Linked DNA regions of Mus musculus: regions 1, 3, 4, 5, 6 and 7 are each linked to region 2. Evidence: chromatin contacts called from public promoter capture Hi-C data. All regions are on one chromosome and are shown on one strand. The core of a region is the stretch at or near the end of the contact, and the rest is flanking DNA. Distances in the headings are between cores, read along the strand shown.

Region 1 (3,621 bases), core at 737-3,236, 430 kb before region 2:
GTAACTGAGGGGCTTGGCTGGCTTGCTCAGGGTGGGTTGAACATCCACAGCGCCACTCACCAGAGTCTTCAATGCGTGAGCCCACAGGCCCCAAATTCACAGAGCAAGAAACAAAATCGGAGTTCTCCCTGAAAAGTTCTATCATCATTAGTTTTTTGTTTTGTTTTTGTTTTTGTTTTTATGTCAACTTGACACAGCCAAGAGTCGTTTGACAGAGCTGGAGAGATGGCTCAGCAGTCAAAAGCACTGGCTGCTCTTTCAGAGGACCTGAGTTTGATTGCCAGCACCAACATGGTGCCTCACAAACACCTGTAGCTCCGACTCAGGGAATCCAGTGCCCTCTTCTGACGTCTGTGGCCACTGCACACACGTGGTGCACAGACATACATTCAGGCAAAACACCCATATTTATAACAACAACAACAAAACAACAATGGTTTTTTAAAAATTAAGGAGTCATTTAGGGTGAAGGAGTCTCATTTAAGGGATTGGTCAGATCAGATTGGCCGGTAGCTCTCTGTGTCTATTGGGGAATTGATCATTGATTATTGATTGATGTGGGAAAGCCCAGCTCACTCTGGCTAGTGCCGTTTCTGGGAAGGGTTCCAGGACTGTATAAGAATGCTGTTTGAGCAGGAACCAGAGGAGGGTGAGGAGGCAGTGGGCAGGACTCCTCCAGTCTCTGCTTCAGTCCCTCAGACTGCGGCCTGGGAAGTGTGAGACGCAACACAGCCTGTGCATTCAGTCAGCGTTTGTCACAACAGCAGAGAGGCCGACTAGGCCTCCTCCCTTCTCACTGCTGATTCTGAGCTCCCCGAAAGCTGTCTGGTGAAGTGCTGGAGACAGGAGGCTCAAAGCTGGAACCCTTATTTTTCACAGCTCTGGAGATCAAGGGCAGGTGGAGCTGGTTTCTGATGAAGCTTTTCCCTGTCCCTCTGGGTGTGTCCCTCTGGGTGTGGCTGCATTCAAATGCTGTTTTATGCACGGTCATGGGTTGAGGAGATGCGCAGTCAATAAAGTCCTTGCGGGGCTATTCCGAAAGGTAACCCCCTTACAGAACAGCACTGCTAGATAAGCATAAAGAACTGAGTTTGAATCCAGCACCCACGTACCAAAAACCAGGGGTGGAGGTACGCACCTCTAACTCCAGGGCAGAGACACGTGCACAGGGTGGGGTGGGGGTGGGGCTCACTAGTCTAGCTCAGAGGGCCATATCCAGGCGTAGTGAGAGACCGTGTCTCAAAAAAAAGTCAGGTGGAGTCCTGATTGAGAAACACATCCTGATGTCACAGCCTGGCTTCCACAGACATCTTTGTGCATGTGCACACATGTGACATGTGCACACACATGTGCTCTCACCTACACACACACACCAGAAAAAAAAAGGAAGAGTGATTTGTAATGAATTAGATTTTCCCTAATGCCCTCATTTAGCCATATACCTCATGAAGCCCCCATCCCCGAATGGTCACCATCTGAGGGTTAGATTCTGAGGTATGAATGGCAGGCACACCAGCCGATCACAGCGTTCCCCATGGATCTTTTATTTCAAATATGGTGGCTATTCATTTTGGTTTGGGGACCAATCAAATGCAGAAAGGGTTCCATGGATGGGACAGGGCTCTCTTAGCCAGACCCTTTCTCCCTTAGCGTGCCCTTCACTGCTTTCAAATGTCAGGGGCATGCTGGCCATCTGTTGCTCAGGCCTGGCTGTGAACTCAACCCCCAGTGAAGTTTTAAAATTCAAATCCCCTTGCAGAATATTAATTCTGTCCGCCTCCTTCCTATCCCAGATCCCAAAGGAGTTGACGGTAATTGAGACCCAACAGTCTTCTCACAGGCCAGCTTGGGTTCCCAAGGTGTAGGTGCTGTGGAGTGCTTTTATTTGCATTTTAACGGCTTTGCATCCCCCCCACCCTGAGCCCGGGAGGGGCCTGAACACTTTCCATTCCACCTGCTGCGGCCTGACACAAAGCTCTGTTTGTGTCCCTGTGGCTGTGGGGAAATGGCTAACCCTCTGCACCACCTCATCCACCAACAGGCCACAAAAAGCCCAAACATGAGGTGCAGATCAAAACAGGCCAGGCTGTGCCTCTGCCAAATCAAACAGAGAGGAAACAAGCCCGAGCCTGCAGAGAAACCAGATTCTCCTGAAATGGCGGCTGCCTGCTGTGTCTGAAAGGCCTGCTCCAATAAAGCGGCTCCGAAAGGCCCAAAGGACCCCCATGGCCCTCATCTCGGTGGTGGTGCCAATAAAATTCTCAGAACATCCAGGCCGCAGGCCCTGTAGGCACTGCCCGGACGGACGGACATAAACCAGCTATGAGCAACTGGGGAGTGGGCGGGAAGAGGCCTGCTCCTCACAAGACCCACCAGCCAGCCAGCAGCCCACAGGCCAGAAAGTAATGGAGAAGCCATTAGGGAGAGAGGGAGGCTAAGGTAGCTAGGTGGGAGGAGGGGTCTGCCACCTCTGCTCAAAACCAAGCCCAAGCCGTTAATTCCATAGGAGCTGCAGGAAGGAGCAATGGCCGCTAGCAAACACAGGCTCCTAAAGGAATCTATGGGGGAAGCGGCCTCAGGAAACAACTGCAGACCTAGAGGCTATAAACTCAATTTTGAGGGACTCAGTCTTGAGACAGTGTCTATAGTCCACAGAAAGGGAGAAGTGTGTGTGTGTGTCTGCTTGCATATATGTGACTAAGAATCCAGTCATTGGACATACGAGTTATGTGTGTGCACCCCTGTCTTCATGTGTACAGCTGACCCTCTTTATTTGTGGGAACATGGAATTGTCTATAGAGCCAGCCACCTGCCGAATTAGCTACCTGGAAGACAATGTAGTTAGAAAATAGTATTTGCATCTGTGCACTCTCATAGTTCCCTGAGCAAGACAGCATATTTATATAGCGTTAAAGTGCATGGGAGGGTGTGTACAGGTGGAATACCGAAGCCGCATCATTTACATATGGGACTCCCATATCCGTAGATTTGGGTATCTGAGGGGATTTTAGAACCAATGCTCCCTGGATACCAAGGGAAACTGTGCAGTAGGTGTGGGTATGGAGAGAGTACATGCACACATGTGTATGCATGTTTATGTGTCTGTAGAGGTCCCGAGCTTAATAAATCAAACATAAGACATATAGCTAAATTTGGGTTTAGACACATACAAAAAAAATAGGTTTTGATAGGAATATCCACCAACATTTCATAATAATATACTAAAATGTATCTTTGTTATTTTACAGGCAAAAATCAACTCGAATCTCTTAGTTTTGTTTATTATATTTAGTTTGAAAAAAAGAATGACCCCCTCCACAGAGACAGACAGACAGACAGACAGACAGACAGACACACACACACACACACACACACACACTCACACCAATACACAAAGTTGTCCTTGCAGAGGTTTGAGTGAAGCGCCCAGCTAGCCTAGTTCAGGGCTGTGACATAAATTCCTGGAGGCCATCACACACTGGGATAGAATCCAGTCTGTCACCTGGAAAAGAGCCAGGAGACTTTCTTGGTGAACGGTAGTGGAGAGGGGAAGCCATTTGCCACCTGGACAGTCTGTGCCTTGGCCCTCTGCAGTGCCCATGGCTTGCCGGCAGCTTCATA
Region 2 (3,953 bases), core at 814-3,313:
CCACTCACAACCACCAACACAAACGAACACAGCGAAGTCACTGCAGCCTCCAGTTCTTGTCAATCAATTTATCTCCCTTTAGAACCGAACGTGGGAAAATGTTGGAGGGCAGCAGGTGTGTCCTGGAACCTGGTGACAGTAAAGTCATTGTAATGGAAAAAGGTCACTTCTCTAGGTGGGCTTGGCCTTTCTGAAGCGTTCCCGAGAAGACTTTGTTTCTCTTAAAACAAAAACAAGAAACTGTCACCTCCCCAACTGAAGCCGGTCTCTATCCAATCCTTACCACCACCCCCAATTTGCAACGTAAGCAAATCAAGTGTCCTAGGCCATGCGTGGGTGGGCTGGAGGGCACGGAGGTACACGCTTTCCTAAGTTCCGGGTGGCTGCTCCCACGCACTGCCTAGTTCTGCGCCCAGGCGGGACCAAACTTACCGCAATGATTCTCTAACCCAGGAAGAGCAATAAGGAGAGGTCCCAGGATCTCCTCCAGTGCCAGGGAGGACTTAGCATTTATTGTACGGCTTTAGACAGCGTTGAAGTTATCTCAGACTTATCAGTGAGAGAGGAATCTCCACAAATGGTATGGAAGTCCTCTACCCAGGTCTCTCCTGGAGTAGCTGGAGAGTGGCCTGCGCGATGGCGGTGCAATTCCCGGGCTGGCACCGGGACGCACGACTTTGGGCCTCTGTTTTCGTTCTGCCCAGAGGGTCGCCTACCTTCCCGCAGGTCGCCCAGCCGCCAGCGCGCAGATCTAGGCTGGCTGCGCCTCCCGCGGTTCGGCCGTGCCTCACGGAGAATCCCGCAAATCATCACGGCCGCCCGCAGTGGCCCGACTTTTGTCCAGGCCGCTGGGGTCCCCCGGAGGCCAGCGCGGGCCTGGAAGGACAGCTAGAGGCCTTTCGGAGAGCTCGCTGATTGAGAGAGGGACGCCACTCAATATGTTGAGAAAGGAGACAGGCAGTCCCGGTAGATCCCACGAGAATTAAAGCCAAAAAAATTTTTTTTGGGGGGGGGGAAGGCACCCCTTCTCCCAGACTAATAATCAAAAATACACAGAACCTATCGGCACCCACGCGGGAAGCCTCTGGAAGCATCGCTTCAGAGCGCTCCTCTGGGTGGTGAATTTTAAAGACTGGCTGAATTTGCTCTTCACTGGTGTGTTAGGAGCTAGGGAGAGTCAGGGTAGTTTTCAGACCCAGAGTGACCGCTTTAAGAAGAAGAAGAAGAAAAAAGACAACTTGTACGAAGGCGGACGCGTTTCTACTTTCATGGTTTTTGCTCTGAGAAAATTTGGCTTTCGCAAAAACAAAAGATTTTGGGAAAGAGACGGAGGGGGGGGTGGAGAAGTGAAATTAGGCAGTGAGTTCACGGGGTAGGGGGTTGGCTGCGGGGGGGGGGCACTTTCAGTCTTAGTTGAGGGAGGACACAGCCACCCTCATTTCTTAAAAGCAAACAGATTCCGAAAGAGAGTAAAAAGTAGTCCTAAAGTAAAATTAGCCACAATGAATTTGAGCTACAACCATAGGAAATCGCACCCCATAATAGAGAGAAAAGGGTCGGGGCGGAGAGGTCGGCGGCGGAGTTGTTAACGGCGGCAGGACAATAGTATTAATAAGATTAACCTGGGCAATTAGGCCGCCCGCCCAGCAAGGCCGGGGCCGCGCCGGGGCTGCCGAATGGAAAAGATTAGGTTAATTTCATTAATTCTCAATCCACAATCTTTTTCAGGCCCTGTGGCCCCCCTCCTCTTGGCATCTCTCCCCCTCCCCTGCAAGCGCCCCCCGCCCACCCCCACCTCCCCATTCCACACCACCCAAAGGAAAAGAAAAGGACCAAATCTGGTTCTGTTTGTCATCTGCATATTACCAGGAACTAAATCCAGGATGACGTCGACTCAGTATAAAACCAACAAGAGGTTGAGCCGGTCGGAGCTGCGTCCTACCCGCGGGTTGAGTTCAGCTAGGCGGCGGCGAGGGGAGGAGAGGGCGGGAGGAGGGAGTTCGGACGCAGGGGGCGGGGAGGGGCGCGAGTTGCGCGCTCGCCCGCGCTCTCTTTCGGTTTGCTCGCCCGCGGGAGCAGAGAGTGGGACAATTCCCAACCCCCACCCCAAACAACACCACTTGGAGACTTCTTCTTCTTCGGCGCGTCCCCGCCGCCCCCCGGTCCCGACGCGGGGCTCGGGGATGCCCGCCAGCATGTTCAGCATCGACAACATCCTGGCCGCCCGGCCGCGCTGCAAAGACGCGGTGCTCCCGGTGGCGCCCAGCGCCGCGGCTCCGGTGGTCTTCCCGGCTCTACACGGGGACTCGCTCTACGGCGCCGGCGGCGGCACCTCCTCGGACTACGGCGCCTTCTACCCGCGCCCTGTGGCCCCCGGAGGCGCGGGCCTCCCGGCCGCGGTCGGCAGCTCCCGCCTGGGCTACAACAGCTACTTCTACGGGCAGCTGCACGTGCAGGCGGCGCCCGTGGGCCCGGCTTGCTGCGGGGCTGTGCCGCCGCTGGGCGCCCAGCAGTGCTCCTGCGTCCCGACGCCCCCAGGTAGGGTCGCGATCGCTCGCGAGCCGGCCTTCGCCACTGCGGCAGTCGGTGGCTGCCGGGGCATGGACGCGCGGTTTGCTTGCTTTACTCACCTGGCACCAACTTTCTCCCTTTGCAAGCCTTCCCCGTTCTCCCATTTATTTATTTATCTTTTACTTTTAATTAATTAATATATTTTTGGGTCACCGGGTACGGGGACTTTGCATACGTCTACTGTAAACTTTAGGTTAGAGTTTAAAAAGCCGAGTCACCGGGAGTCTCGGGGCGACTCCACGCGCGCGCGGGAATGAAGTGAGGACGCGGGGAGATTCTAAAGTGCCTGAACTGGCTTTTGGATGTGTGCAGGCAGACGCTCCTTCCACGTCTGGGCATCCCTGGTCTCGGTGCCCCCCAAAGACATAGCGCCCCTTGCAGACTTTTTTTATTTTTAAGTGAGCGAGGGCAGCGAGCGGGTTGGCTTACGGTGCCGAGGGAGGATGACTGACTCCCGTCCCTCTCTCTGTCGCAGGCTACGAGGGCCCCGGTTCTGTACTGGTGTCTCCGGTGCCGCACCAGATGCTGCCCTACATGAACGTGGGCACGCTGTCGCGCACTGAGCTGCAGCTGCTCAACCAGCTGCACTGTCGGCGGAAGCGGCGGCACCGCACCATCTTCACCGATGAGCAGCTCGAAGCCCTGGAGAACCTCTTCCAGGAGACGAAGTACCCAGACGTGGGCACTCGGGAGCAGCTGGCCAGGAAGGTGCACCTTCGGGAGGAGAAGGTGGAGGTAGGCAAGAGCCCCAGCGGGGGTGGGCTGGGGTGGGGGCGTCTAGCGGTCCTTCCCTGCACGCGGCTTTTGCCGGGTCCTCCTTTGGGATGTGGCCACTCTAAGAGCATCCCAGAGGCTGTGGCCTGGAGGCTGCCCGAGGGTACTTTAGGCCCAAGAAGGAAAAGAGGAAGCGTGGAGGGTGCTTCTCCTTTTGTTGGTCTTGAGCACAGCGATTGCCTGCGGATTTCTCCCTGCCAGGCTAAGGTTCCACGGTCAGGCTGTCCCCTGGCCACGCGGGGCCACCCGGTGCCCTGGTGTCGGTGGGCAGCAGCCTTTAGGTCACCACTGTTTGGTTGCGCAACAGGTCTGGTTTAAGAACCGCCGAGCCAAGTGGAGACGACAGAAGCGATCCTCCTCGGAGGAGTCAGAAAACGCCGAGAAGTGGAACAAGACGTCCTCAAAAGCCTCGCCGGAGAAGAGGGAAGAGGAAGGTAAAAGCGATTTGGACTCGGACAGCTGACGGCCGCGGCCGCGGGCCGGCCGGGGCGCTTGCCTGACGCAAGGACTTGCACAGACAGTCGATGCTACTTGCACACACCCTGCCTTGCGGGAGGGGGTCGAGAAAGCAACGAGGAGCTAGCTGTAAATAATGTACAGGCCCAGGA
Region 3 (3,588 bases), core at 101-2,600, 470 kb before region 2:
AATCTCATATTACTGGCCCTGCCCACATCTCCCAGCATGCTTCATGGGGCCCTTGATTGGCATCCTTATCAGCCAGGTGGGGTTCTTGAGCCACTGGGCATCTGTGGCATGATGCCACCTTCTCTCTCAGGAGCTGGAGGCCCGAATCCCAGAAGGCCAGCACCTCTTTGAGAACCTGCTTCGTCTCAGGCCGGCAAGGGACCCCTCCAACGAGCTGGAAGATCTGCGCTACCGGTGGATGCTGTACAAGTCCAAGCTCAAGGACTCTGGCCACCTGCTGGTAGGTGCTGGGGCCAAAGGTTGGGGGTCCCAGGAGGCAACCATGTCTCGGGGAGACAGAATTGCATCTATGCATGTTCATTCCTGCGTGTCCATATTATCAGGCCACGGTGGCTGCTTAAAGGAGGAGAGGAACACTCTTGGCTCTCAGGTTCTTGTAATATTATTTATCCATCTTACCTCCCAGGGAGGCTGGAGTCTATGACTAAGGGCAGTGACTCCTGCTTAGTACATAAAGATGTCTTGCTCCCTCTGTGTTATAGTTTTACATCATTTCCCATTTGATCCTAGAACCACCTTCTGCTGGAATAGCTGCATCCCAGACTCCAGGGGGAATAGCTGAGTCCCACTCCTAACCCCAAGGCTAGAAGGGCCACATAGCCCTTCACTGGGGCGTGGTGTTGCCATGGGGATGCCATATGGAGCTGAATCCTGAGCCTCGGCTCCTCTCTTCCTGGCTAGCCCTTTTATCTCCTGGACCTCCTGTCCCTACGAAAACCATTGGTTAAGATAATGATAGCCTTTGTTAAAGACCATGACCTCCTAACTTGCCCGTGTAGGAGAGGGTCTGGTGACCAAAGCGAGACAAAGAAGTTAAGTGTCCTGGGTCCAGGAAGGAGCGGGTAGGGTGGCTCCCTGGACCCCACTTTTCAGCCACAGCTTGAGGCAAGCCAGGCTTTTTTGGCTCTGCAATTGCCAGGTTGGCCACTAGGTGTCAGCTCAGCCCAGGCCATATCGACCACATTCCGAGCCCTGGCCAAGGCCATCCAGACAGTGCCACCTGGACCTGAAGTGTGTTAAAAAGCTCATTAAATGGGATCCCCTGCTGGTGCAGGCTGTCCAGATGACCAGCAGTTTGAACAAAATACTCCCCTGACAGAATGAATATTCTGTTACGGGGGTTCTGCTGGGGTTTAAGTTTTACGCGCCTAGCTGACTTTTTTTTTTTTTAAACCCCATTTCTTCTCCTTTCCCTAAAATAACAGACCGAGAGTTCTCCGGGGGAGCTGACTGCATTCCAGAAGGTACGTGTCTGCCATCTGTTCCACACAGCTAGAGGGCAGAGAATGTGCAAGGCTTGGAGCCTGTGACTCTGGCGCAGGGTGTCTGGGTTTTCTAGAATGTTCCCGGAGAGCTGGAGATCACAGATGGAGAATCAGCTTTGGTCTGTAATGGGCTGGGCCCCCGAGGTGTGTGTTCTCAGGAAGCCCCAGGCTCAGGGAGGGATTGAAGTGTGTGTAGATGACTTAGCCTTGACGTGAGACTGAGAAGGACCCTGGATTTGTCATCCAGGCCTCGGGACACTCTGGAGAGAGACTGAATGCTGCACTGATTATACCTGTGACAGCAGATGTAAACCAGGACTGGCCCAGGAGCCTGGACTATCCCAGGCAAATAGATCTTGTGGCCTTTTTGGCCCCAGGGGACTCATTAGAAAGGGTGGTGGAGTCCTTTGCTCTGCCAGACAGGCTGTGCCCACTGCTGTCCACTGAAACACTTTGGCTCTTCCCGTACTGGTCACGGCGAAAGCGAGAACAGTGCCAGTTCCTGCCCTCTAGGTGGCACCCCTAAGGTGACACCAGGTGTCACACCAGATGACACAGCCTAGGATCTGGGTGTCAGGACTGGTGCTCAGTGGCCTCAGTTCTTTTTGCAGTGCTGTTTAAGGTGCTCCGGGTTTTAGAGAATGCACCCATGATCCTTAGACTCATGCATGGGCTTGGGCAGTAAGTCGTTGCTCTGCCTGTGGCAGAGGATGGCTGCCCGCTCACTTCCTGACCAACTAGCAATGAAGGGAGAGGGAGAGGCTGGGAGAAGGGGAGGGAAAGAGAGAGAAGGGGTGGGGAGGAAGGGGGAGAGGGGGAAATTGAGTACTGAGACCTGGGCATAAGCTTCAGCCAGCTAGGCTCCAACTCTCATAGTCTCTGTAACCTCCCCTAATAGGGACAGCCACCTAGGGGTCGAGCTGTCCAAACCACGATTCTGTGGGGACATCTGCAACTCAAGCCAGGACAGTCGTGGCTGGGCATCTCCATGCACTCTGCCACTCACAAGGAATAGCTTCCTTAACCCAGCTCTAAGCCCGTGGAGGGAACATCATGGAGACAAGATGTGCCCAGCAGCATGTGACTGCTAACTGGCATCAGCCTCAGCACCTAATGCTTTGCTGTCTCACAGGGTGCCTTGGAGGCCTCCCTGGGGCTCGGAGGGTCTCCCCAATCCTGTCCCTTGCTGTCCCCAGTGTTACCACTGTTTTCTTGCCAAACGTTGACCCTAATAACGTGAGTCCACAGCACAGTCTGGTTCAAAGGACCCGGCGTCACTTCAGATCCCTCGTGCCCCAGAGTCAGCATCCCTGGTGTGGACACCCTGGGTTCAATCCTGGCCTCTGGCAGCTTTGGGAGACCAAGGCTGAGCCCTGGGCCTTTCAGCTTTGTGGCCTTGGACAGATGACCCTGCCTTAGGTCTTCCCATGTCTTTCGTGATGTGTGAAATGGAAGCCCACACTGGCTTCATTTACTCTGTGGATTAATTTGAAGGCTTTTGTGAAGCCAGGAGGTGCTGAGGGAGGTGTGTTTCGCCGTAGTTCAGAATGATGTGAACTTTGTGGAGTGCAAAGGTGTCAGGAAAGGGCATGTGATCCCTACTGCCTGGCCTGGTGGCCCCTGGAGGAAATGGAAGTCCCAAGATCAGTGTTCAATCTGCCTGTGGTTGCTGCACTTTAAGCCCCTCCATGATTGAGAGTCCACATCCATGCACCCTAGGCCAGAGTTGATCAGGGGCAGCCAACCTTTAGTCACTGAGACGTAACATTATGTTCTACAAAGTTACAAAGAGCTGTTGCCGCTGTGGCCTCCTCCTCCTTCTTCTTCTTCCTCCTCCTCCTTCCTCCTCCTCCTCCTCCTTCTTCTTCCTCCTCCTCCTTCCTCCTCCTCCTTCCTCCTCTCCTCCTTCTCCTTCCTCTTCTCTTCCTCCTCCTCCTCCTCCTCCTCTTCCTCCTCCTCCTCTTCCTCTTCTTCTTCAAAAAAAACCCTCACAGTATTTTGTTTGTTTATAGTTTTGTGTTGGACCACATTCCTAGCTGTGACATGACACACGTACCCCTGTCAGAAAGATTCTAAGTGTTAGTTACATCTGGATCCCTGGTCTAGCCATGGTGCCTTCTAACCGCCTCTCCTTTCAGTCATTTCATTTATTTTGTCAATACGGAGTCATTGCTGATTCTGTGCGGAATGCTGTTTAAAGTGCTCAAATCCCACCAACCAACAAGAGAGTGATGTATGCCATCCTAGCGCCTGAGCACCTGGC
Region 4 (3,647 bases), core at 546-3,045, 480 kb after region 2:
CCCAATCCCCTACCCACCCACTCCCCCTTTTTGGCCCTGGCGTTCCCCTGTACTGGGGCATATAAAGTTTGCAAGTCCAATGGGCCTCTCTTTGCAGTGATGGCCGACTAGGCCATCTTTTGATACATATGCAGCTAAAGACAAGAGCTCCCGGGTACTGGTTAGTTCATATTGTTGTTCCACCTATAGGGTTGCAGTTCCCTTTAGCTCCTTGGGTAATTTCTCTAGCTCCTCCATTGGGGGCCGTGTGACCCATCCAATAGCTGACTGTGATTATCCACTTCTGTGTTTGCTAGGCCCCGGCATAGTCTCACAAGAGAGAGCTATATCTGGGTCCTTTCAGCAAAAACTTGCTAGTGTATGCAATGGTGTCAGCATTTGGAAGCTGATTATGGGATGGATCCCTGCATATGGCAATCACTAGATGGTCCATCCTTTCGTCACAGCTCCAAATTTTGTCTCTGTAACTCCTTCCATGGGTCTTTTGTTCCCATTTCTAAGAAAGGGTGAAGTGTCCACACTTTGGTCTTCGTTCTTCTTGAATTTCATGCCTTTGGCAAGTTGTATCTTATATCTTGGGTATCCTAAGTTTCTGGGCTAATATCCACTTATCAGTGAGTACATATTGTGCGAGTTCCTCTATGATTGGGTTACTTCACTCAGGATGATACCCTCCAGGTCCATCCATTTGCCTAGGAATTTCATAAATTCATTTTTTAATAGCTGAGTAGTATTCCATTATGTAAATGTACCACATTTTCTGTATCCATTCCTCTGTGTTACAATGTTATTAGTCTTATCAGATCAAGACACAAGTTGGGTAAGAAAGCTTACAAAGGGGCTTGAGGGTATAGCTGAGTTGGTCAAGTGCAGCCCTGGAAACCTGAGGTCAGATTCCCAGAGTGCATGTAAAATGCTAGGTGTGATGGTGCGTGCTTGCAATATCACTGGGGAAGCAGCAATCCCTGGGGTTTTCTGGGCCGCCAGCATCGTCCAATCAGTGAACCTTAGGGCCTAGTGTGAGACCCTAGGGTCTTGTGTGAGACCCTGCCTCATAAAACAAGGCGGATAGCTCCTGAGGAATGACACCCTCTGGGTCTGCCCTCTGCCCTCCATGTGAACATGGCACCCCCCTCCCCCAAACACAGACACACAAACAAAAATAAAAAGTCAACTCTGTCTCATCAGGGCGCGACCATCTCTTAAACAAAATAAACCTTGGCATCAGATCTCCTGGAGCTGGAGTTACAGGCAGTTGTGAGCCACTCAATGTAGGTGTTGGGAACCAAACTCAGGTCCTTTGAAAAAGCAGTACGTGTTTTCTGCCTCTGAGTCACGGCTCCAGTGCCCACTACCTAGTCTTTCAACACTCACTAACCTTCTCTCCAGAACCTTCCACCATCTACACAGATTAGATTTAAAGTGCCCGGAAAAAAATGATGGGATGCTTGGTATGGTGGCAACGGCTCAGAGAGTGACTTGAGAGCAAGTCACTTGGTGTCGTGCGTCTCTCTGTGAAGTAGCAGTGGCCACACTTCCTCAAGGTCTCACTGGATCCTGGTTCCTACAAAGCTCCCGTTTACATGTCAGCATCTCCAACACTCCCTGACCCCCATCACCACCAATGGCACAACACCCTCAGACAGAATGGGGCACAAGTCACTTGCTTGTTTGTGGTACCAGCAGCCAGGACATACACTTTAAAAAAAAAAGTCCCATTTGTCCTATTTGCCTTCCCGTCAGTTCCAGGAACTGACCTGACAAATATCGACCAGTCTGCTGCTATGGTCTTCCAACACTATCACCCTGTGGGCAGGAGGCATTACGGGACTGTGGAGCTGGGCCCACCTGGGTGACTTCTCTGTGAGTATGCCCTGTACCCAAAATGAAGGTAGGCTATCATCTATCTATCTATCTATCTATCTATCTATCTATCTATCTATCTATCTATCTATCTATCTATCTATCTGACTGTCTGACTGTTTACCTACCTATCTACCTACCTACCCTACCTACCATCAGCTTTAGAGGGAAAGACAGGGACAATGAGTCCTGCCTAAAAAATCTTGAAGGTAGAGTTACAGGTTTTCAGGGACCGTCTCTGGAAAATTCAGCCCTAGGGAATCTTGACATATGAGCTGCCAATAATCCTGGCAAACCAACACAAAAACAGCTGGAAGCTAAGTGGCACCTTTACCAGGAACTCGGGTATGGCAACAAGCACATGCACAGAAGCCCAGGTCTGGAGCTGAGCCCTGTCAATCCTAAGCTGCAGTTTCCCTGTGTACACAGCTGGGTTAAAAGTCTCTGTGACTCCAGGGTCTCAGGAGCATTGGTTTAAAGGACAGACAGCAAACTGTCCCAGCATCAGAGGAAGACTGTGACTGTTGGCATTTCAATCGCTTCCAGGTGTTTGAGTGGCAGGTGGGAAGCAGCGGTAACACAATCATCGCTTACCCGGGTTGCTCATCGCCTGTCGATGCTCTCTCTCCCCCACGCATTTGTAAACACCTCCATCTGCAGGCCAGTGATGCAATGTGACCGATGTACCCAGCGCTTAAACAAACACTTAGAAACAAGAAGGTCAGAACTCAGCCACAGGCTTCTGCTTTTTCTCCGAGAATCTGCCTGGGAACAGAGTTAAGTGCACTAGAGCCCCAGTACACCCAGCCTAGGTAGAAATGGAACAAAGTCTCCTGTACTGTTTTTCTTACTTGCTGGTGCTTTGCAAGTTAGACTTCGTAAAGCACAAGAGAGGGGTGACATTGCCACATGGATTTTGCAAATGGAGGCCCTGTGTTGCAGAGATAGTATCACACATTGAGTAACTGCAGAGCCCCAGTTCAAGCCCAGACCGGCCTGGCTGCAGTTCATTCTTCCTTGGAAACCACATCCTTCTGCGAGTCACCTTGGGATGTGGGGTAGCAGGGTCAGGAAGGTGCCGACATCAATGGCCATGAGTGGCTCCCTCAAATTTTCTGCCCTTACTTTACCAGGGCAGACCAATTATTCAACATCATTATTCAACCATCATTCCACATCTTCCTCTGGTACTTCCATCTAAGGAAAGTCCCAAGCAGGAAACACTGTCCTTAAGCGCCATACATGGAGCTGGTGCTGGAGGGAGGATGTGACCTTAGGAGATGCCAGCCTTACTTTAGCCAGCAAGTAGCTCTCACCTTCTGTGAACATGTGGCGCCTGTAATCTGGTTGAGCACCCAGGAGCCGTGTTCCATCTGCCTCTCCCCTCCTTTCGCTCCAGCAGGTGACATTGAGCCAAAGACCATCATATGAGCAAAATGCTCAGACGGTGTTGATCGCGGTGTGGATGCTTTCAGGACAAACTAGGAACAAAGATCAGCGTGTAGCCGCTGTGTCATTAGAAGGTAGAAGGGCTGGTGTGAAGGGATGCAGGAAGGTCTCAGGGTCCAGAAGACTCCAGGCTGAAGAAGGGTAGGGGCAGTATGTCCTCTGCAGGGCTGTGGGGTGAGGGACACCTGTGAGGGGAAAAGAAGGAAGTGGAGCAAAGTGGGGTGAGCCTTGCTTTGTCCACACTGTAGGCTCGGCCCCTCCACTGCTGCTCTCATCTTGCCCTTCTTGCTCCTACCTCTCCATGAACCCTGTCAAGGTGACCAATGGCTATTCCA
Region 5 (3,851 bases), core at 899-3,398, 410 kb before region 2:
CATGACATCAGTCCTTGTGGAGGCAGCCAGGTAAACACCATCATTATTGTTTGCTGAAGAAATTGCCAGCTGAGCAGTGTGGGGCTTGCCCAAGGTAACTGAGCTAGAACTTCTGTGTTTCTCATCCCCCCTTAAATGGATGGGGGTCCTCAGAGAGCTGGAAAGCCTGTAGGCACACTTGCCTCTCCTCCATCATGCCAACAAACACACCGTTCTTACTTTGTGTGGTTCTGACCCCAGCTCTCCCTGAAATGCTTAAATACAGATGGAGACTGTCAGGTTCATATGTCAATAAAATGTGGGTGTGAATATTGTGGTAGAGGGTGTGTCACTTTTTAAAGGGGACAGGGGACATGGTCACAGAAATATTTCAAGGGAATTTACATAGAAGGAAGGGAATTAAAAATAGCCCTGGCTTCTACAAGGAAATGGAGGCATGGTTTACAGTATAGTGTACACATAAGCTTCTGGTAGGACGAGACAGGTGAGTGTCTCGTGTCAAATTACCTCACACAGTGCAAAGGTCTTGGGGTGTGTGCCTAGCTCAGCTAGGTCCCCAGTGTGGCGGGGGAAGGGCCAGACCAAGACACAGCACAAGTCATTCAGGTTGCCATCACTAGCCTGGCATGGGGTGTGTGTGTCAGGGGGACATGAATCCATAGTGATGGAGATCAATGAGGAGCCAGGTAGATGTGTGGAGGCCAGCAAGGGGTGGCCACCATTGTCCTGGGAGAGATGGGGGCAGCACAGTCAGGCTACCGGTTTTATTTGATGTTTATGTAAAAGTGGTGGCTTAATGTGACACAAGTGGGAAGTGAGAGAGGGGGAAGGGGACAAAGGCTTCGGCTGGGCTGGCCAGGACGGTAAGCCCCACTTCTCACGCTGTGACCCGAAAATACAGTTTCTCATGTTGTGGTGACCCCTCAACCATAGGATGATTTCGTTGCTACTTCATAACTTTGCTACTGTCATGAAACATGATATAGATATCTGTGTTTTCCAATGGTCTTTGGCAACCCCAAAGGGGTCGCAACCCACAAGTTGAGAACCACTGCTCTGGAGGAAAACCCCTGGCAATTCTAGGGGACTGGACAAGCTGGCTAGGTGTCGTGAGGACAGTTGCTATCTATGACAGCCATGTTGTTTGGGGCACACATCAGTGTGTGGTAAGGCCACCAAAACCCCCGAGCTTGGCTGAGGCGCACTAACACCGTGCTTCATTCTGACAGGGCTGTGTAAGGGGAAACCTAGCAGGAAAGGTGGGCTTTTGTTATGCACCCAGAGTTGGGGCTGTGAAGAATAGGGAGAAGTCAGCCCAGTTGCATTTAGTGCTATAAAGCCTGTTATTCTGGCACCTTAGGAGGCTGAGGCCAGAGGGTTGCAAGTTCAAGGCCTGCCTGGAGAACTTGGTAAGGGATCTGGCTCACAATAAAAAGTAAAGAACAACAAAACATAGAGCTCAGATATAGCTGAATGATAAGGTGGAGGCCCAGCATGCACCAGGCTCTGGGGTCTCTCTGCTCCAGAGGCTGCGGCCTCCAGAATGGGCCTGAGGAAGTTCCCTTGCCCAGAGCCTGTCCTTCCTCCGTAACAGCTGCTGCCTGCCTCATGTAGGCTGAGGAAGCCTGGTGGCAAGGTCAAGGCCACCCTGTCCCTTGGAGTAATTGAGGATGACAACAGTATTTTGCGTCTCACGGAGACTAGTGGAGATCAAAGGCAGCATGAAGGAGCAGCTGCGACAGGCTGGAATTCCCTGGCAATTCTGAAATTACTGAAATTGGCCACAGTTACGACTGGTTCCATGAAGACTGCCGGCTCCCCGACACTGAGGGATGAGGGCCTGACAGCGGGGTGAGAGTGGTCCGAGGCGCGCCTGGTGGAAGCTTGCGCTAACCAAGGTTCAGACTTCAGGATGGATTACAGGTCCGGAGATGACTAAAATGGAACCTGGGAGCCTTCTTGGGGATAGAGAGGAATTAGAGGACCTTGAAAGATATGTGAGGGGAGGAAGTGAGTTCCAGAGACTGGCTGTCATGGTGGCTGTGTTGGCCTCTCAGTAGAGGTGCCTGTTGGTTCTCTGCCCCAGGACCCTGGCCAGAGGGTCGATGCATGAACAGCTTGCCTGAGAAAACCACTGACCAAAGGACTGTGAAAGGAAGCAAGCTCTGAGCCCCTGCTGTGTGACAGAGGCTACTCCTGCCTTACCAAGGATGGGATCTGAGGGACCGGTGGTAAAGAATTCAGGCAGCCTGAAAGTGACTTTCAGGTCAACTCTCAGGCTCCAAGGTCCCATGGTTCCAACCAAGGCTCCAAGCCAGCCTGAGGCTGCTCGCCCCACCCCCATCTGCTACCTCAGATCCTGAAAGAGTCTGCGAAGGGAATGTTCCTCACAGAATGTCCCTGTTCCGTCAATATGGCACCATTATTAAGTAAATGAGGAAGCTTATTTAATTGAGGCCCCAGAGTTTGCTTTTAAAAGTACGTGATGAATTGAAAGCTTGAATAGCGGTGTCATTCGCTGACAGGAACAATCAAGATATCCCATTAACTCTAGGCTGAGAGGATGTGTGGCTGTGCTTTCGCTGGATGCCTTCGTGGAGGGAGCATAGACCTCCCGGGCTGCTCCGTGGTGTCAGGCCAGGTGCCATCCTATCACAGGCTCTTGCTGTGCTTTCACCCCTCTTCAAAGGCTCTCCCTGTGGCAAGGCCGCCTCCATCACTGTTAGCAGGATGATGCGAAGAATCACTTCCTACTCTTCAGGGTATGGCAGGCCCAAGAGGCCCCCCATCAGGGTAATGGAGCCTTGGGTAGAGGCATGGGGCAGAACAGGCCCGGAGGCGGGAACCCTTGGGAATGTTTCCAGGGTCACTGCTCTGTCCTCTATTGGACAAGTCAGCTTCTTGCTTTTTTTTCTTTTTTTCTTTTTTTGGTTTTTCAAGACAGGGTTTCTCTGTGTAGCCCTGGCTGTCCTGGAACTCACTCTGTAGACCAGGCTGGCCTCGAACTAAGAAATCTGCCTGTCTCTGCCTCCCAAGTGCTGGGATTAAAGGCATGTGCCACCACCAAATGCTAGTTTCTTGCATTTTTAACACTGCTTCCCTCTGCTTAAGACAGAAACAGCAGGGGAGCGAGGGACTGCCCTGGATGGACTGAGCTGGTCCTAGTTCACTCTGTGGCTATAGAACATGAATCTTGTGGCAGTTTGAAGAATTACCCCATAGGGTCATATGTTTAATACTTGGTCCCCAGTTGGTGGAACTGTTTAGGAAGGATTAGGAGGTGTGGCCATGTCGAAGGAGGTGTGTCACTAGAAGGCTTTGAGGTTTCAAAAGCCCATGACATTTCCTGATAGCTCTTTCTGCCCTGTATGTATTTGTGGATCAAGATCTAAGCTCTCGGCTGCTGCTTTAAAGCCATGCCTGTCTGGGTATTGCCATGTTCCTTAACCACGATGGTGATGGACCCAGCCTCTGAAGGTGTTAGCAAGCCCCCAATACACTTTCCTACACGTTGCCTTGGTTACGGTTTCACAGCAATTGAAAAGTAACATAGCAAGCCTCTTGGTGGAGAATCCCATCAGCTGGCCCATTCCCAGAAGCAGCTCTTCCTACAGAAGTCAGGATGCTTGTATCAGCGGGAGTGGGCATGGATGTCAGACAGGCGGAGTCAACATTTGCCTGTCGGCCCTTTCTCTCCACGCAGTGGAGATGCCTTCCTCTCAAACATGTGGCAGAAAGTGTGAGCAGCCACATGCCTGGCCTCGCCTACGGAACAGTGGTGATTCTCAACCTTCCTGAAGCTTCAACATTTCAACAGTTCGATACGTTGTGGTGACTCTCAGCCATGAAAT
Region 6 (3,873 bases), core at 237-2,736, 320 kb before region 2:
TGTATCTCTCTCTTGGAACTTAAGGACAGGGCACAAGGTTTGGGACTGATCGCTAAGATCTATCTCTCTCTCTCTCTCTCTCTCTCTCTCTCTCTCTCTCTCTCTCTCTCTCTCTCTCTCTCTCTCTCTCGGAACTAAAGGACAGGGCTTGGGACTGATCGCTACAATGTATCTCTCTCTTGGAACTTAAGGACAGGGCGCTCAGTGTGGCAGAGGCAAGGACCTGGCTCTGTCATAGAGAGTTCTGGATCTGCATTTGGAACTCTTTCTGATCCTTCACAGGTGGGAAGGGGAGGCCCACAGGTGGCATCCCTAAAGCGGTTTGTTTCAGGACAGTCTGTGTGAAAACAGTGTTCAGTTTGTCTGGCCTATCTGCAGACTAAACCATTCCCCTAGAGTGCAGACCCTTTGAGGTCGTGTGTGTAAGACAAGCAGATGTGTGTGCTATCTCAGCACAAGGAGTACTGGGTGAGGAACTCCAGTAGCTCATGAAGGGACCTGGAGAGTCAAGGATGGAGCCCAGGATCCTGGAATATCTCAGAAGCTGCTGAAGGGTGGGAGCAGGCATGCCTCCACTTTCCTGCCCTGATGCTTCTGGCGGCTCTCACCCAGGCTGGGGCAGGCAGGCACTCACCACTGCAATGTTATCCCAAGCTGAATGGATGTGAATGTCAACCCTGAGGCTGAGCAAGAGCTTGGGGAGCACGTTTACCACCACAGAGGAAGTGGGATGTGTCCCCAATTGCCACACAGCAGAGAAAGACCTGGATGCAAGAGGTTTAAGTGATGGTGACCACTAAACACCCCAGTGCATATCGGATATCAGAGTCCAAAGGTGCAAGCAAGTCCAGGAATGTACCAGCTGACAGATGGGTCGGCACTCTTGGGGAAAATTACTTGGCTGTGGAAAATAAGTTGGTGCTGGTGTGTGTTAAGGCGTGGGGCCTCAAACACAGTATACTGAATAACAGGCAGACAGATGTAAAGGGTGCTTCTTACGTGATACCATCTGTGTGAAATTTCTGTGATGGAGAAATGGCTTTAGAGAAAGTTAGACCGAAGGGGAGGCAGAGGGATGCCAGATGACAGCTAGTAAGTCCAGGGCTGCTCTTAGAAAGGGTGAATATGTTCTACAATCTGCTCCAGTGGTCTTTACACATGTCTGCAGATACACCAAACCCACAGAACTGAATGCTCTAAATGGGAGGCTTCAACAGCCCGCCGACCACAGCTCAGTGAAGCTTTAAATACAGTGAAGTTTAAAATACAAGCACTTTCCCAGATTCACTCTGTGGGCTCAGGAACACTGTGAGCCTCTGCTTGAGCAAGGATCAAGCTTGCCTTTGTATGACTAGGCCTGGGTTTCCAATCCTGGCCTCCCCACTCACTTCTAGGGACTGTGGGGAAACCATATACCTCTCTAAATAGAAGGAACAGAGACAGAACCTTCCTCAGAGCAATACTGAGGGGGCGGTGTGCACACCCCTGCCAAGGGCCGTGTGCCCTCTTTCTGCCGCTTCGCTGGCTTGACTGAACTCCCTGGTGGCACCACCCACCTGTGTTCCATCATTAGCATAACTCTCAGGAAGCTTTGTCTCCCCTGAATGCTTTACTTGGGACAGGAGGCGTGGCTTCTAGCAGCTGCCTAGGTTGCCCCTTCTGGTGGCCTTGAGATCATCTCCCACAGTGAATGCCATGTGGGTGACTCTGGTCACTTACCCAGGCAGGGCCTAGGCTTGCATCCCAGTGTCTTTGTGGATTTGGGCTGTGCCTAGCATAGGGGAGAACCAGTTATAAGATGGTTGAGGTCCAGAGGAAAGAACAATGCTCTTGCTAGCAGCAGCTGCTTGGCGCTCCAGGGCATGAAGAGGAGCCTCTGACTCACACAGGAGAACGTATGGCCTGCCGAATCTACATTCGAGGTGCTCCTGCCATGGATTAATCTAAACATACGGTGCCATGGGAAAAGCATGGCCGAGGCCTGGCCTTCCGGCCTCCACGTGTGAGCCTTTTCCAGGCTGTCTGCTCTAGTGACTGTACAGCACCACAGACCACTGAGCCCACCTTCCCTTCAATTAGTTATTCTTCACAGAAACATCCCAGCCTGGGCGCGTGGGAGCTCAGTGTCTCATTTGGGTCCATTTCCCAGACAGATAGGACAAGTGTAATGTGGTCCAGGGGTGGGGGGTTATTCAGGGGGAAGATGATGATGGAGAGGAGACAAGATAAGTTCCCAGGGACAAGCTGTGGCCCATTCTGAGAATCCACAATATGACTTAAGGAGCCTTATTTATCCCTCTTTGTGCCACTGCCTGGATTTCTAGGACAATCCTCAGTGGCTCTGCTGGTGCCTGGGTGGCGGTGCCCAGAGCTGGGAAGTAGCTACAGACACCAACCAAAGCTGTTGTTCTGGGGTCCTGGGACCAGCCAGTGTGCACTCTTCTTTCTCCTCAACTGTGGGACCAACTCTGGGACCTCAGGAAGTCACTTAGGCTGAGCTTTGGCTTTGTCACCTTTGAAATGGGGCCATGGAGAGTGAGACTAACCTGGGAACCCACCCGTAGTGGTCAGTGCTCTGTCGGGGAAGCCATTGTCATGAAGGTTTCCAAGTCACTCTTCTAAACCTATCAGCTCAGAGAAGAGAAGAGATGCTCCCACAACCCAGCAGGCTCATTTGTATTCAGTGTGGCAGAACAAACTGAGTTAGAAGCGGGGAGGCGGAGCACTATCCCTAAAGATCTGAAGCATGGTGATTTTATCATCTGTCTATCACCAAGGAGAGTAGAAGGCTCCGTCCTCCAGGGAGGACTATACTCTGACGATGAGGATGACAGAATCCCTTAAGTAGTTGTAGTTCACTGGGCTAGAATGTTCTATAAACTGCAAACCAGAGAATGCTTCCAGGAAGACCTGGCTGGTAGGAAAACAGAAGAGTTTCCACAAGTGATTGGTTATGTGCTGTGAGCGCTGCCGGGGGAGCCTGGACGGAAGATTGGCTCTGAGTTTGATGGCTTGTATCCCTCTTAGTATTGACAACTTCCTTCCTGGCCTCCAGTCTGCCGGCGATGAGCCCGTGTTGTCTCAATTACCTTCTTGGCAGCGGCTGTGAATGGCCCGTCAACCAGGGAGCTGGGCAGTCAGCCTCAATCAGGCAACCCTAGGCCTAACTGATGTTGTCAGAGCCCCCAATAAACCGATAAGATCAGAGATGTGAGCCAACGCAGTTTAAAGGCCTCATGACAGAAAGGGAGAGTGGAGCGAGAATCGGCTGTATGACAGACAACCTCTCTTAAGTTTTTCCCCACCCCCCACCCCCCAGTGTCCCAGGATAAAGTTTGCAATGTGGGTTTTAAAGGTTGCTCTGCTGAGCTCATTCATCCCATTACATCCCTGGAGACAGCTGTGTACATGTATGAAGTGTTGCTCAACGAGGAGAGGAAATGAGACAGAGGCCGACAGCTTTCGAGGCCCCGCTCACCCTCTCCACTCTAGGGCCCTTCCAGAGAGGTTGGCAGGAGGCTGACCGCTGGACTGTGAACTCAGTGATGGTTGTAAGTGCTGACCCTCCATCCTGAGCCTGCACAGGACACTGTGTGTGCGTTAAAGTGCAGAATGGGCTTTGCAGGGTGTCAAGCACTTGCTGCTTAAGAGGACCTGAGTTTTGATACTAGATAGCTAACTAGAACCTGCATAAAAAACACAGGTGCTGTAATCCCAGTGCCCCGCTCCAGGCAAGGTGGGACCAGAGACAAGAGGATACCCAGAGCTTATTGGCCAGTCAGTATAGCCAAATCAGTGAGTTTCAGGTCTAGTGAGAAACCCTGCCTCAAAAAAAAGCAGGGTAGAAGCTGAACCTTCTTGGGCACACTTTTA
Region 7 (3,956 bases), core at 1,042-3,541, 340 kb before region 2:
AACAAAAAGCCTAAAGAAAGCAGGTTTGAGAATTTCACAAATGATAAAGGGTTTGAGAAATGTAAGGGCCCATGCGCACATGTGCATCAAAATGCTTATTACCAGGCCATTAGTAGCAGCAAGGCACACTGGTGTAAATACACAGCTATAAGGACACAGGGTTGATTTGAGTTCTGTCCTTAGTCACAAATTATAAACTTGCAACAATGGCAGGAGTCTCTCTTGTGTCAGTATGGTGTCCAGTTGTTAAGTTACACAGTGGCTTCTTCAGAGAGCGATGCTCTCTCGGCAGAGTCCACAGATGAGCACCCTGGGGCCAGTGCTGGCACTTAGTAGGGCTGTAGAGGAACTAGCTGCTTTCTTCTCGGTCATCCTTAGCAATCACTGCTGGGTTTCCTGTCTTCTGAGTTCCACTCTAGGAAGGCCAAGGCTAGAGGAGAAGATGTATGGTGTTCTCAGCTTTCTCGGTAAAGAACATTCCAGAAGCCCCTTGCCTTCATTTGCACGGTCACCTTAGTGGCTGAGCTTTGTCATGAGTTCAGCTCCGCAAGGGAGGCTGGGAAATGCTTTAACAACCGAGAAGATTGCAGACGCAAAGTTGGAATTCTGTTAGGAACAGGAAGGAGATGGCCATGGGTATTAGGACAGCCGCAGCCTACTCCATCAGCCCCCCAGCATCCTGGATACCCTCTTCCCACCCCCTTCTCAGACCTGATTATGTTTCTCCCTGGAGAGAACGACAGAAGGCTTCGCTCTGAGGTTGCAGCTCACAAGAGATCGTGCCAGCTTCTGGGCTAGGTTGGAATGTGCCTGGGTTTTTCAGGATTACATACTTGATTAAAAGCTGAGGTCATTCGCCGTGCTTACAAGGTCAAAGAAAGTTCCCGGGTGACCATAACACAGTCATGAAGAGGCAGCGAGATAAACCACCCAGGAAGGGTAAGAGGCAGACCTGAGGTAGAGGATCCCATTGCATATATGAGGGCAGAGTAGTAAAAATAAGGAAAGGACCAAGGGAAGTATGGAGGGGCTTAAGTTGGTCTGTGACACCCCCCCCTTTTGTTGGATTTTCTGAAATTTTCTAGTGTAGATATCTAACAATTTTACAAACAGAAAAATTCTTCCTGTCAGATGTATATGTGAATATTTCTCCAAAGGTGGTCTTGAGGACAAACAAATTATTTGCACAAGGGTGAGTGAAGAGTCACAGTTATTCATTTATTTGATGCTTCGTGTCTGCAAGACAAGTGTGCCTACTACCGAGCTTCATCCCCAGCCTCCTTCTTGCTTCGTATTTTGAGTTTAGGTCTTCCTAAATTGCTCAAGCAAGCCCTCCTAGTAGCTGGGACTACAGGCCTGCACCACCAGGCCTGGTTTAACAATTAATTTTTAAATACAAATTGAAATTTATATCAAATAGATGCATACACACAAAATGAAGTCTCCGGCGAGCCTGCCCCTCCCCCAGGCCACTCTACCTTAAACCTAGGAAAACATCTCCCCTATGACAGCATCCGAGCCTTGAATCTGAGACCCTCGCCTTGCAGAATTGGCTGAAATAGTTCGAATAGCAGATAACACAGGGACTGGAAATCAACATCCCTTACAGAGGGGCCCATCAGTGTGACAGGTGGCTCTCAGCTGGGTGTGACGACCTAGTTAGGAAGGACTTGGATGGTTTTGAATTCAGTGGGGCTGGAGAGTCAGGAAGTATTGCGTAATGGTTAGAGATGTGAGCTTTGGGGCCCAAGTGGGTTCGGAACCTGGTTCTGTCACTCACTAAATGGGTGACCTTATTTCTCCCTGCCTCGGTTGGCACGGTTTCAAAGTGGTGACCAGAGTACTCCTGTCAAGGGCTCTTTAACTTTTGTTGCTTGATTTAAATCCCCTAATGTGAACATTACATATCCTGGATATTTGTTTTAGTTGCAAGCTTTCAGACTACAGTTTGCTCATTTTGGGGTGACGAGTCGGGATCTAGTAAGGACCACACATTGCAGACTCTGTCTCCAGGTCCCTCTCTTTGATCTTCCCATCCCTGCCATGTGAAGTTTGCTGGTTGAAGACTAGAATGGTTCTCATTGTAATCTGCCAAAACCCCACAATGGAGGGCATGGTTAAGCTAAAAGGAGTCGCAGCAGCTACGGAGCCGGGCCCCAGCACCAGCTCCTGTCCTCCTAGGGCTCTACCTGGGATTGTTACCCGCACCACCAGCCCAGACGTGGTGTGAGCTGTGTGCCTCTGCCCAGGGAATGCAACCCGAGAATACCTCATTCCAGAAGGAAAGCACTATGGCCAGTGAACATTGGCTTCTGTGGCAAGGCTGCCTCTAGTCAGGCAGCCCTGTCTTGTGCTAATTACTGTGAGCTCTTGTTGTCCCAGCTGGAGGAGAGCGTGAAGCTCCTCACCTTCCTGTCACAGTTTGCGGTCTTTACAGTCACACTGTCACTTTCTGTTGCAGGCAGAAACTGTAAACAGGGAGTCTTGTGTTCTTTTTTTTGAAGTGAATATAGCCGGCTGGCCATCCTTACCTTTGTATTCGGAATGGACCTTTTCTGCCTGCACCGCCCTCCCTCCCCTCCCCTGTCCCCCCCACCCCGCTCCGCCCCCTCCCTCTCCAGACCTGCTGTCCTAGATACAAACTTGTCTCTATGTGCCTGGCACTTCTCCAGTTTTAGCACCTAACGCCCTGCTGGGATTCCCTTAGTCCTGTGTGGACAGGGACAGCGGGTCACCTTCATGGCTGGGCAAGTACACTGAGATTTGAGAGGGACTTGTGGACCTCATTAAAGGCAGATAGGCTTTAAAATGCAAATTAAGGGAATGTGTATGTTTGTGCAAACACAGGGTTGTGTGTTCAATCTCCATTTTTTAAGTGTGATTGGAATGCAGAGGTCATGCTGATTCTCGTCATTGGGCCTTGGAGCTCTGCTCTTGAGTGACAACTAAGGACAGCCTTTCTTCTAGGACTGCACTAACCCTGTGACGAAGGCCCTTCTGGAAGGGCCCATATTGTCACACTTGCTCTGAACAGGGGCTCAAGCAGCCTGGGCACAGTCTCCTTCCCAGAGAAGGTGACAAACTAGACTGCCAACTTGTCTGAGGTGGGTGGCACAGGTATGGCTCCTACCTTCCCCACACCAAAGTTTGACACAACTGTAATGTGGTAACTCTCTTCTTCTCAGTGGGTTCCAGGTCTGCTCTCTCTCTCAATCTTTATAGGGCAGGGTAGTGGTGTCTAGAAATGGCATGCCTTCTGCCTGACTCCATCCTGTTGGCCAGAACTCAGCCATGTGACCCCACCACCTACCTGCGTGGAAGGCTGGGAAAAAGTAGTCTTTGCCATTGCCACCACATAAGCTATCAGCCATCCACTTTGCACTCTGTAAGGAGCCGGTGCAAGCAGCTCCCCCATCTGTGGTCCTCCCTCTGGTTTCCAAAGCAAGATTCTGTAAGGACACTGTGTTTTATATAGAAAAGTCTGGCCTCAAATGAACTTGGTTTGAGTGGAGTTACAGAAGTGTATGTGTGTGTGTGTGTGTGTGTGTGTGAGCATATGTGTACATGTATGTAACTATGTGTGTGAATGTGTCTATATGTATGTGAGTATGTGCATGTATGTGTGTACATGTATGTGACTATGTGTGTGCATGTGTATGCACGTTTGTATGTGACTATGTACACACAACATATGTGTACATATAGGTAACTGTGTGTGAATGTGTATATGTATATGTGAGCGTGTACATGTATGTGTACATGTATGTGACTGTGTGTATGTGTGCACTTGTATGTAAATGTGTGTGCACACGAGTTGTGTACATATACGTGACTATGTTTATGTGTATGGGTATGTGAATATGTGTGTATATACTCGAGCACACACATGTGTATGTGTGTGTGAATGAGGGCATGCATGTATGCCATAGTACATGTATGAAGGGTTAGAGAACAGC

What was found. Promoter capture Hi-C pulls out the DNA fragments that hold promoters and counts their contacts.
Region 1: a promoter capture Hi-C map of embryonic stem cells shows a contact between it and region 2, with 3 times the contacts expected there. The contact joins the enhancer-like site here to the promoter of Gsc in region 2. A contact is called at or near these places in 18 of 39 promoter capture datasets (the 3T3-L1 cell line, 3T3-L1-derived adipocytes, the C10 cell line and 11 more), 1 of 484 Hi-C or Micro-C datasets (embryonic stem cells), 8 of 115 datasets of contacts at active chromatin or transcription factors (craniofacial prominence, embryonic basal ganglia, embryonic forebrain and 4 more) and 1 of 9 other capture datasets (embryonic tail).
Region 3: a contact with region 2 is called in a promoter capture Hi-C map of hippocampal neurons, with 7 times the contacts expected there. The contact joins the enhancer-like site here to the promoter of Gsc in region 2. A contact is called at or near these places in 13 of 39 promoter capture datasets (the 3T3-L1 cell line, cranial neural crest, embryonic stem cells and 6 more), 3 of 15 datasets of contacts at CTCF or cohesin (embryonic stem cells, large pre-B cells and stem cell-derived epiblast-like cells), 4 of 484 Hi-C or Micro-C datasets (LSK cells, cortical neurons and embryonic stem cells), 14 of 115 datasets of contacts at active chromatin or transcription factors (craniofacial prominence, embryonic basal ganglia, embryonic forebrain and 6 more) and 1 of 9 other capture datasets (embryonic stem cells).
Region 4: a contact with region 2 is called in a promoter capture Hi-C map of hippocampal neurons, with 5 times the contacts expected there. The contact joins the promoter of Serpina11 here to the promoter of Gsc in region 2. A contact is called at or near these places in 5 of 39 promoter capture datasets (hippocampal neurons, liver, macrophages and 2 more), 2 of 115 datasets of contacts at active chromatin or transcription factors (embryonic stem cells and kidney) and 2 of 9 other capture datasets (liver and macrophages).
Region 5: a contact with region 2 is called in a promoter capture Hi-C map of second pharyngeal arch cranial neural crest. The contact joins the enhancer-like site here to the promoter of Gsc in region 2. A contact is called at or near these places in 8 of 39 promoter capture datasets (the 3T3-L1 cell line, cranial neural crest, embryonic stem cells and 4 more), 1 of 484 Hi-C or Micro-C datasets (embryonic stem cells) and 4 of 115 datasets of contacts at active chromatin or transcription factors (embryonic forebrain, embryonic limb bud, embryonic stem cells and 1 more).
Region 6: a contact with region 2 is called in a promoter capture Hi-C map of embryonic stem cells, with 2.5 times the contacts expected there. The contact joins the enhancer-like site here to the promoter of Gsc in region 2. A contact is called at or near these places in 9 of 39 promoter capture datasets (the 3T3-L1 cell line, 3T3-L1-derived adipocytes, the HPC-7 cell line and 6 more), 1 of 484 Hi-C or Micro-C datasets (embryonic stem cells), 4 of 115 datasets of contacts at active chromatin or transcription factors (craniofacial prominence, embryonic limb bud, embryonic midbrain and 1 more) and 1 of 9 other capture datasets (embryonic stem cells).
Region 7: a contact with region 2 is called in a promoter capture Hi-C map of epiblast stem cells, with 2.7 times the contacts expected there. The contact joins the enhancer-like site here to the promoter of Gsc in region 2. A contact is called at or near these places in 10 of 39 promoter capture datasets (the 3T3-L1 cell line, 3T3-L1-derived adipocytes, cranial neural crest and 5 more), 4 of 115 datasets of contacts at active chromatin or transcription factors (craniofacial prominence, embryonic limb bud, embryonic stem cells and 1 more) and 1 of 9 other capture datasets (embryonic stem cells).

Annotation. Positions count from the first base shown.
Region 1 is chr12:104,899,951-104,903,571 of GRCm38.p6, reverse strand. No RefSeq gene overlaps it. Among named protein-coding and RNA genes, the nearest start is that of Clmn, 37 kb to the right of the region's middle. Within about 2 kb of position 1,986, at least 35 of the 459 cell types and tissues checked have an H3K27ac peak or open chromatin away from gene starts, as enhancers often do. A contact at or near this core is called in embryonic stem cells, where this site is marked.
Region 2 is chr12:104,471,346-104,475,298 of GRCm38.p6, reverse strand. Gsc (goosecoid homeobox) reads left to right here and starts at 2,063. Exons shown (of 3, transcript NM_010351.1): 1 at 2,063-2,538; 2 at 3,047-3,306; 3 at 3,653-3,953. The coding sequence starts at 2,184. The coding sequence ends at 3,808. It overlaps Gm10000 (a long non-coding RNA gene), which reads right to left and starts at 1,769. Exons shown (of 6, transcript XR_381874.2): 1 at 717-1,769.
Region 3 is chr12:104,937,298-104,940,885 of GRCm38.p6, reverse strand. It overlaps Syne3 (spectrin repeat containing, nuclear envelope family member 3), which reads left to right. Exons shown (of 19, transcript NM_001042699.2): 17 at 131-280; 18 at 1,266-1,304. Among named protein-coding and RNA genes, the nearest start is that of Syne3, 60 kb to the left of the region's middle. Within about 2 kb of position 1,350, at least 28 of the 459 cell types and tissues checked have an H3K27ac peak or open chromatin away from gene starts, as enhancers often do. A contact at or near this core is called in embryonic limb bud, forebrain and hippocampal neurons, where this site is marked.
Region 4 is chr12:103,988,105-103,991,751 of GRCm38.p6, reverse strand. Serpina11 (serine (or cysteine) peptidase inhibitor, clade A (alpha-1 antiproteinase, antitrypsin), member 11) reads left to right here and starts at 1,795. Exons shown (of 5, transcript NM_001166350.1): 1 at 1,795-1,863.
Region 5 is chr12:104,878,403-104,882,253 of GRCm38.p6, reverse strand. No RefSeq gene overlaps it. Among named protein-coding and RNA genes, the nearest start is that of Clmn, 15 kb to the right of the region's middle. Within about 2 kb of position 2,148, at least 28 of the 459 cell types and tissues checked have an H3K27ac peak or open chromatin away from gene starts, as enhancers often do. A contact at or near this core is called in second pharyngeal arch cranial neural crest, where this site is marked.
Region 6 is chr12:104,792,899-104,796,771 of GRCm38.p6, reverse strand. All of the region lies in intron 4 of Clmn (calmin), which reads left to right. Among named protein-coding and RNA genes, the nearest start is that of Dicer1, 43 kb to the right of the region's middle. Within about 2 kb of position 1,486, at least 14 of the 459 cell types and tissues checked have an H3K27ac peak or open chromatin away from gene starts, as enhancers often do.
Region 7 is chr12:104,816,091-104,820,046 of GRCm38.p6, reverse strand. The region is part of intron 1 of Clmn (calmin); the gene reads left to right. Among named protein-coding and RNA genes, the nearest start is that of Clmn, 47 kb to the left of the region's middle. Within about 2 kb of position 2,291, at least 27 of the 459 cell types and tissues checked have an H3K27ac peak or open chromatin away from gene starts, as enhancers often do. A contact at or near this core is called in epiblast stem cells, where this site is marked.